Regions from separate parts of the Gossypium hirsutum genome. Here all the other regions are linked to region 3. The links are chromatin contacts, called in public Hi-C maps. All regions are on one chromosome and are shown on one strand. The core of a region is the stretch at or near the end of the contact, and the rest is flanking DNA. Distances in the headings are between cores, read along the strand shown.

What was found. A called contact is a pair of places that touch in the nucleus more often than the background predicts.
Region 1: a contact with region 3 is called in a Hi-C map of leaf, with 3 times the contacts expected there. The contact joins two enhancer-like sites. A contact is called at or near these places in 10 of 34 Hi-C or Micro-C datasets (leaf and petal).
Region 2: a Hi-C map of leaf shows a contact between it and region 3, with 4 times the contacts expected there. The contact joins the promoter of LOC107886641 here to the enhancer-like site in region 3. A contact is called at or near these places in 15 of 34 Hi-C or Micro-C datasets (anther, callus, leaf and 1 more).

What each region holds. Positions count from the first base shown.
Region 1 is chrA03:101,988,697-101,991,396 of Gossypium_hirsutum_v2.1, reverse strand. No RefSeq gene overlaps it. Among protein-coding and RNA genes, the nearest start is that of LOC121225382, 11 kb to the left of the region's middle. Within about 2 kb of position 1,271, at least 4 of the 9 cell types and tissues checked have an H3K27ac peak or open chromatin away from gene starts, as enhancers often do. A contact at or near this core is called in leaf, where this site is marked.
Region 2 is chrA03:102,158,790-102,161,489 of Gossypium_hirsutum_v2.1, reverse strand. LOC107886641 (3-ketoacyl-CoA synthase 6) reads right to left here and starts at 1,268. Exons shown (of 1, transcript XM_016810674.2): 1 at 1-1,268. The coding sequence starts at 1,095.
Region 3 is chrA03:102,074,668-102,077,367 of Gossypium_hirsutum_v2.1, reverse strand. No RefSeq gene overlaps it. Among protein-coding and RNA genes, the nearest start is that of LOC107929704, 55 kb to the left of the region's middle. Within about 2 kb of position 1,432, at least 6 of the 9 cell types and tissues checked have an H3K27ac peak or open chromatin away from gene starts, as enhancers often do. A contact at or near this core is called in leaf, where this site is marked.

The DNA.
Region 1 (2,700 bases), core at 22-2,521, 86 kb after region 3:
AATATTTTTCCTCCAAAATTTTACTCCCCTATTTACTTTCCCCTAAAATTTTACTCCCAAAAATCCTCAAAGCTTTTTATTTTCACCCAAAATTTTTACACCCTCCCATTTTTCTCCTAAAACTTTTACTTCTCTCTCATCCCACCCCCTAGGCCCCCATCTACCCCAAACCCATCCCCCCTCCCCCAATTTTTTTTAAGTATTTTCTCTCCAAAATGTTACTCCCCTTATTTACTTTCCCTCAAAATTTTACTTCCTATAACTTTTTATTTTCCCATAAACTTTTACTTCTCACCTTTTATCTCCAAATAAAAAATCAAAATCATCCAAAAAAAATCCGTAAACTTAAATAGTAATAATTTTATTTATATCTACTATTTATATTATTAAATTAATTTTGACATTTTATACTAATTATATTATTGAATTGTTTAATCATATTAAATATTTATATTAAAATTGAATTATTAATAATATCATAAAATATTCGTGTAAAATTTTATGTTTGTATGAATTTCACATTTTATCTTTAAAATAATATTTATTAAAAAATCATAGTTTTACATTTAATATATTTTTTAATTTCAAAATACACAGTGACAAAAATCAAGACATAATTGAATCAACTAAGCAAGTAAAGAAGCTAGCCTGTATATAAAAGATTAATAAATAAATTATGATGTGATAAAAATTAATAACAAATTTAATTACGGTGGAAGAGAGTAATTACAAAGACCGAAAATTATTTTTTTAAAATTTAACTTGAACAAATATATTCGATTATTCTAGAAAGTTTCAAATTGAGTTATGATGATAAAATATAATTCGTGAACTCGATTAATTTAAATTTTTTTATTCGATTCAATCGAACACTAGCTTCTATTGGTAGTAATAAAATTTTAAAGGTTTTTTAAATTTAATTAATATTTGAAAAATATAAAAAGCAATTTCATAAATATTTCGGGAGAATTTCAGTCTAAACCAGATCAATATTATTTAAAGCTAGCCCGATCCGATTTGTCCAGAATCTGGATTTCAAAAAAGAAAATGTAATTCTAGCGGATTCGATCAACTCGGCTCAAACACTGTCGATTTCAGAATTTTGTTTTCGAGATCCCTAAATGATGCTATCTTTATACATAGGTACATTCTACAAGGTTTGATGTAATGTATCGTTTGGTGTAACATTTTTTCTTGTTTTGGGTTTGTCGGGTTGGGATGTTGTGTTTACCTTCTTTTCCCTGGCCGAAGTCACACGTGCGGGTCATTGTCGTGGGGGAATGCTGAGCACGTGCCAACCATGTCTCCTTTGTCAGTTCATCCACAGCTTGGGGCCATTATGACTGTGGGCTTTTCAGTCAGAAACATGGCTGTTCTGTTTTGAATTTTGAGAAAATCAGCTTTGTTCATCAACTTGAAAGTGTGAAGATCAGCAACTTCTTGTTCACGAACCATTCAACAAGTATTTTATCCAACCAAAAATTAGTTTAAAATTTAAAAATCTTATATCAACCCATAGCTATACAACTTATATTGATGGACGCAAAAAGGTAAACTATAATACTAAAATTATTTTGTTTTACTGTTACGATTGAGCTGTACTTCTGAAAAGTAATTTAACATATAATTTATGAAATATAAATTTTAAATATGATTAATATAATTTATTTATAAAATTTAATTTTGTAACGACTCAAAATTTTATTTTTATTTTGTTAAAATGTGACATAAATTTATATTTGTTTTAGTGGTTAAATGTTCTGTGTGTGTAAGTTTCTAAGCTTAAGTTTTGCATTTGGTAAATTTTGATTTTTTTTTTTTGAGTTAAGCCAGATACTTGAGCAGTGGACTTATATCTAATTATTTGTAATTTCATATTAGAATGACTCTGTTGGTCTGGTGATTAAGTGGAGTATTAGTTGGTTGGAAGTCTTGTGTTTGAGTTCCTACGTAGGCAAGGGAATTATTTTTGCTTGAGGCGTGTGGCGTGTGGTAGAGTTCAATTTAAATTGAAATTTTGAGTAGTGGATGCTAGTGGGTAGGGATGAGTAAAATTCGATTCGATTCGATTTGAAAAAATCGAAAAAAATTTGAATTTCGAATTATTCGAATCGAGTTAATCAAATCAACTCAAATTTTTTTCGAATTTCGAGTTCGAGTCGAGTTGAATTCTCGAATATGAATAACTCAATTAATTAGAATAAACTGAATATAAACTATATTTTTAATTTTTTAAAATTTTAGGCTTTTACTTAATTACTTAATTCAATTTCCCCCAAGCCCAGATTTTGTTTTATCCCATTTCCCCAACCCCAAGCTTGTTTGCCCAGAGAAATATTTTCCCAAAACCCAATATCTCCCCCAAATCAAACCCCTGGCCCCAGCCAATTCTATCGTCCAAAGTCCAAACCTCAAATTATTTTTCTTATTCTCTCCAGACTCTAGTCTCCATTTCCACGAAAATCAAACCCTAAAATCTATTTTTCTAAAAAAAAACCCTAAAATAAACCCTTCTTCCTTCTTCTTCTAGTTCATTCAAACATTCAAATCAAAATCCTTACCTCCAAATCGTGTTGCTTTTATTTATTCATTTATTTACTTTAATTTTTTGTTGTATGATCATGTTTAAAAACTTTAAAGAAAATTATTATTCTTAAAAAATTACATAAAAATAAATAACGCTAAAGTCATTTTTTTAAA
Region 2 (2,700 bases), core at 19-2,518, 84 kb before region 3:
GATCAGAGTGAGAAGAAATAGAAGTTGTTCTGACCCTGGAAGCACCAAAGGCCCTATTGTGGTAATGTTGGATTTTAAAGCCTCTCCAGCTATAGCCATGAGATCTTTAGATAATGATATCCCAACTTTGCCTTCTTTGTCTTCTTCTTCAAACACGCATCGGTAGGCCTTGTCATCAGCCCCTTTGTGGGTTCGAACAACGTGGACAAGTCGGTACTTGGCTCTCCGCCTCTCTGAGCGGCGGTTCGACAACAGGATTGCTGCACCACCCATGCGGAAGAGACAGTTGGGAAGGAGCATAGCTCTTTCTTTACCCTGGTAGTAGTTGGGAGTGATGATCTCTGTGCTGACAACAACTGCATTAGAATTCGGGTGTACTTGGAGAAGATCCCGAGCTAAATCAATGGAGATAAGCCCCGCACTGCACCCCATTCCCGAAAGATTAAAGCTCTTAATGTTACTCCTCAGCTTGTATTTGTTGATCACCATAGCAGACAAAGATGGCGTGGGGGAGAAGAGACTGCAGTTGACAATAAGAATATCTATGTCTTTAGGTTTCAGCCCCGTTTTCTTGAACAAAGAATCCATAGCTGAGAAAATAACAACCTCAGCCTCGCCTCTAGCGGCCTCCATGGTTGGCTTTGGAGGGATGTAATGAATAGCAGGAGGCAAACAAGTCTCTTCACCCAGCCCAGACCGTTCCAGAATCCTCATCTGGAACTCCACGCTCTTAGGATTGTTGCTCAAAATCAACCTGGAGTGCTCCATGAAAGTAGCAAAAGGAACCCTGCAAGTCACAGGAGGCTTGTAGCATGCATAATCCACAAGGTAGATGCATCGTGGCTTGGACATGAAGTAAACAGTGGCAATAAAAATGATGAAGAAAGAAGAGCACAATATCTGAATAAGATCAAAATGGAGGGAATTCCATAGGTTAACAATCTCTTCAGGGCCTAAACGAACAACTTCAATAAGGATCCCAACCATGACAGGAACCAACAAGAGAGTAAGAAAATGATCCACAACGTATTGGTAGCCAAGCTTAACATACTTAAGCTTGACAGAGCTGGAGAAATCGGGCGAGGCTGGAGGCATATTGCAAGAGATAGAGAAATAATTAAGAAGATAAGAAAAAGAGGTGTGGGTACATAAATGGAGCAGAGGAGAGGGAGGATTTAAAGGCAAAAAGGAAGAAGCAAAGAGGGAGAGGGTCAGTGTGCAGATGAGAGGAATAAATGAAGCAGTGGCATCACTCAACGCCCACTTAACTCCCTCAATTAAATTTTCCTAACTCCCTTTATATCCGTGTTCTAACTAAATGCTTGCTTTCACCAATAACCTCTCTTTTGCTCTATCCGTCTCCTTTAATTTTGTGCTTACTTGGTGTTTTTTTCATTAATTATAACCAACCATCTCATCCCTCAGTTTCTTCCTTCTTCACAGTCCATCTCTCACCCTTCATTGTTTTAGGTCTACATTATTTAGTTAGTCTTTAATTTTCTTTTTTACTCAATATTGATAATTATATCTTTTAAGATTTTTATATGAAAAAGTTCTTTATTTCTAACAACTTATACACTTCTCATTTTTAAAATTCAACCTTAATTTTTTGAAGGTTTATTTGAATTTCAATGTATAATCTAATAAGATATATAATTTATTTTAATGAAGTTGTAAAATAGAATTAACCAGTTTATGAAAAAGGAAAAAGTAAAAAGGGTTTTTAGTTTTTACTAAGATTTTATAGTTTTGTCTTTTATGTTCCAAGTGCCACTTATATCGCAATCATCCATTTGGAAATTTATAAACACATGTGATGTCAGGCAAGTTTAAATAAATGATTAGTTTTAGAAGGAAAAAAAACAGCATCATGCAACCTAAATATATGTTATTTTGACTTCAACTAATTCATCTCACCAAATTTGGGGGATATTTATGTCCCCACTGTGAAAAACAAGTCAAAGTAAGCCGTGGGTATCAACTTTTTAAGTCCTCTCCCTTCTCATTATTATTTGTTTAAATAGCTTGTGACTCATATGATGTGTAGATTATGTTTAGTTATTTACATTTTAATATTTTTTTTAAGTGTAACACAATTACAAAAATAAATATGAGTAATCATAATTAATAAATTATTACAAATTAATTCCTAACATGTAATCTCCTAAATTCTTTTTTTTTAATTGTTAAATCATGTCAAGTAAATTAATTTGGTTCACTAGTTATGTGTTCTATTTAAGTGCTAAAGTCATCTGTTCAAATCATTTCCTTTGAATTTTTGTTATTTTTTTCAACCCCTTTCCTTTAACATCTAACTTATATATTATTTTTGCTCAATTGTTGATATGAAGGAATTTGTTGGTTCAGTGATAAGGTTTTATCTTACCTAGAGGTATTGTGTTTGAATCCTTGTGTGTGCAAAGCAAAAATATTTTTGCAATTTCCTCTGCCTATGGCGCCAAGGAGATAGAAGTGGTGTTGAAATCGAATTCTGGAAATATTCCTAAAATCTCTCCACTTTCTACTGTCCCTCTCTGTCCACTTCTTCACCTCATGTTTTGCTTATTTTGCGCTTTCAGTAAGTTTCTGCCACTCTTTCCTCTGTTGGTTTTCTTTTCTTTTTGTTCTATTCCACATCTTTTCCATAACCAATCTCTTTTTCATTCTCTTTGAAGACGCCTCTTGGCACTGTGTTACTGT
Region 3 (2,700 bases), core at 183-2,682:
ATAAAAAATAATAATAATTTAAGTTAAATACTTCAATTTATTAAACAACACTTTACATGTAACTTCAATTTATATTCATGACAATGAATAAATTTATACAGTTACAAAATATCAGTTATTAAATAGTTATTTTATTCAGTGTTATGGTTCTAATATCTGTTTAATTATTAATTGATGATACTTACTGTGTATGAACTTGTATAGTATAGTATATTGAATGCAAACCCTAATTATGAGATTGTACTCTTAAGTTTATATTAATATTAAATCTTTAACGGAATTGATGTTATGGGCCAATTGATAAAAAATTAATTAAAAAATAATTAATAATTAATAATTATATTTATATTTTATATAAAATCTAAAAAAAATAAAATAAAATTTAAAGTTTCTCAAATCCTCATCTTTTATAATTTCAATAAAAATCTTTTTTAAGTAAAGAAATTATTTTTGCCCATACTGTAAATGTCCTATAATATAAGATAATTGATTTCTTTAGGATTTCGTAAGTGTTGTTCTTTCTTTCTTCTATGCAACTTGTTAGTTAAAATTATAATTTGAGATAATTTCAATCATATATTTCAAGTTTTTGGCTTCCAGAACAAAACTTTTATAAAAAGTTATTACTTACATTTATATCTCAACTACTCGAATCATACCAAAAGAAGAAAAAAATAAAGCAAGTCTCCAACAACGTGGGAATTCACTATATCTATCACAACTGTTTCAATAACATTAACTACTCAAACATCATACATAAATTGACCAAAACTAATTTGTTTAAACATAATATTTTTTTACTCAATTTGGTAATTAAATTTATTTTCATACTTATACATTTTTTTTCATTTTATTACTTGAATTTATAATTGGATTTATTTTTATTTCTAAACTTGAATTCCGTCAAAATTTAATGATATGACCAGTGTTCTTAGAATATAACTAGATTGATTGATCGGATCGATTTGATAAAAAATTAGTCAGTATATTATTCCGGTCGAACAAAAAAAGTTTAATTGATTGAATCAAAAACTACTCAACCAATAAAAATAGAAAATTATGACAAGAATTAATAGTCGAATATGTTAACTAGTTTAACTTTTTAAAATAGAAAACATTATGATTATTTATTTAATTTTTGTTAGTTTAACTGTTAAATTAATCAAACCAATTGAATTAAGAATAGTGATATGATCGGTTCAATCATTTCTTCTATTATTAGAATATGATGTCTCCCCTGTCCTTTGGCTTCCCAGTGGTCGATGGTGTCTTTTCTTGACCTGGGCCAGGGCATACTCTTTAGCAGAGGCATTCATGACGACGACGGGTGGGACCACCGTGCTTCTTTCTTCCTCGACATCCCTTGGCGTTCCCTAAACCTCCGCCTCCGATTACAGAGGTTGAGGAGCCTTTTAGGAGCTGGGTTTTACTGGTAATGTTTGACGCTGGGACCTTCGGTTTTTTGGGGCCTGATTTTTATTATTGTATGTATGGGCTTTCTGGGCCACTATTGCACTTATTCCCATTCTTTAATGAATGTTTTATGTTGGAAAAAAGGCATACTCACTTTGGCCCCTAAACTATATAATTTTTTCACTTTAGTATCCAATCTTTTTTCATCTAACTTTGATATTTTCTAAAGTTTGATGATCCTGTGTAAAAAAAAATTCGTTATTTGAAAAATTTTCCTGAAATCATTTTTCACAAGTTGTTCTTAATAAAACAAACACAACATAATTTATTTTTTACAAAATATTATAGTAATAATTAATATCATATATAAACTTAATAATAAACAATGTTTAATTAAAACCTAATTTAAATTACATATATTACGCATATGAAAGTGGATAGTGACACATTTGAGTTGTAAGAGATAAATATAAAATTGTAATATATATTTTTAAAATATTCATATTTTTCGCTCAAATTTTTTTCATATCTTATATCAGAAAACATTTATTATTAAATATTTATAAATTGTAATATATCTTTATTATTAAAATATTAATATAAATATTTTTCAATAATATATTTATAATATTATTTAAAATTTAAAATTATTATTGTTAATTTTTTATTAAAATAAAATTGTAATATTAAATAATTTATTAAAATAATAAATTATATTATTAAATATAAATAATTAAATATGCATGTTTAAGAATATTACACATTACAATATTTGATACTAATATTTTATTATTTTAATATTTTTAAATATTTTAAAATAAAAATAAAAATTGATTATTAATATAATAATATTAGATTTGATTCAAGTTAATTTTTATATAAAGATAAAATTATTCATAAAAGAGTTCATTTTCGAAAAATAACTTACGCTTTTCAAAATGGTAAGTTAATTTACAAGAAAATGGACTTATTTTCAGTTGACCGAGTTGTTTTTCATGAAACCAACATTCATTTTCCATAAAACAAATGCACCCTCAAACTATCCTTTGTTACCCAAATTGGCCCATGATGTTAAAAAAAATAAGGATAAAATACAAAAATGGTCACTAAAATATTTCTCACGTTCTATTTTGGTCACTAAATTTTAAATTCTTTTCGATTTAGTCATTAAACTATTCAAAATTAAATTTTTTGGTCACCAAGCAATAAAAGCCATTTGAAATTTGACAGAAGTGTTGACTGGGTTTTTTTTATTGGTCTAATAATAAATTTAACCCTCTAATATTT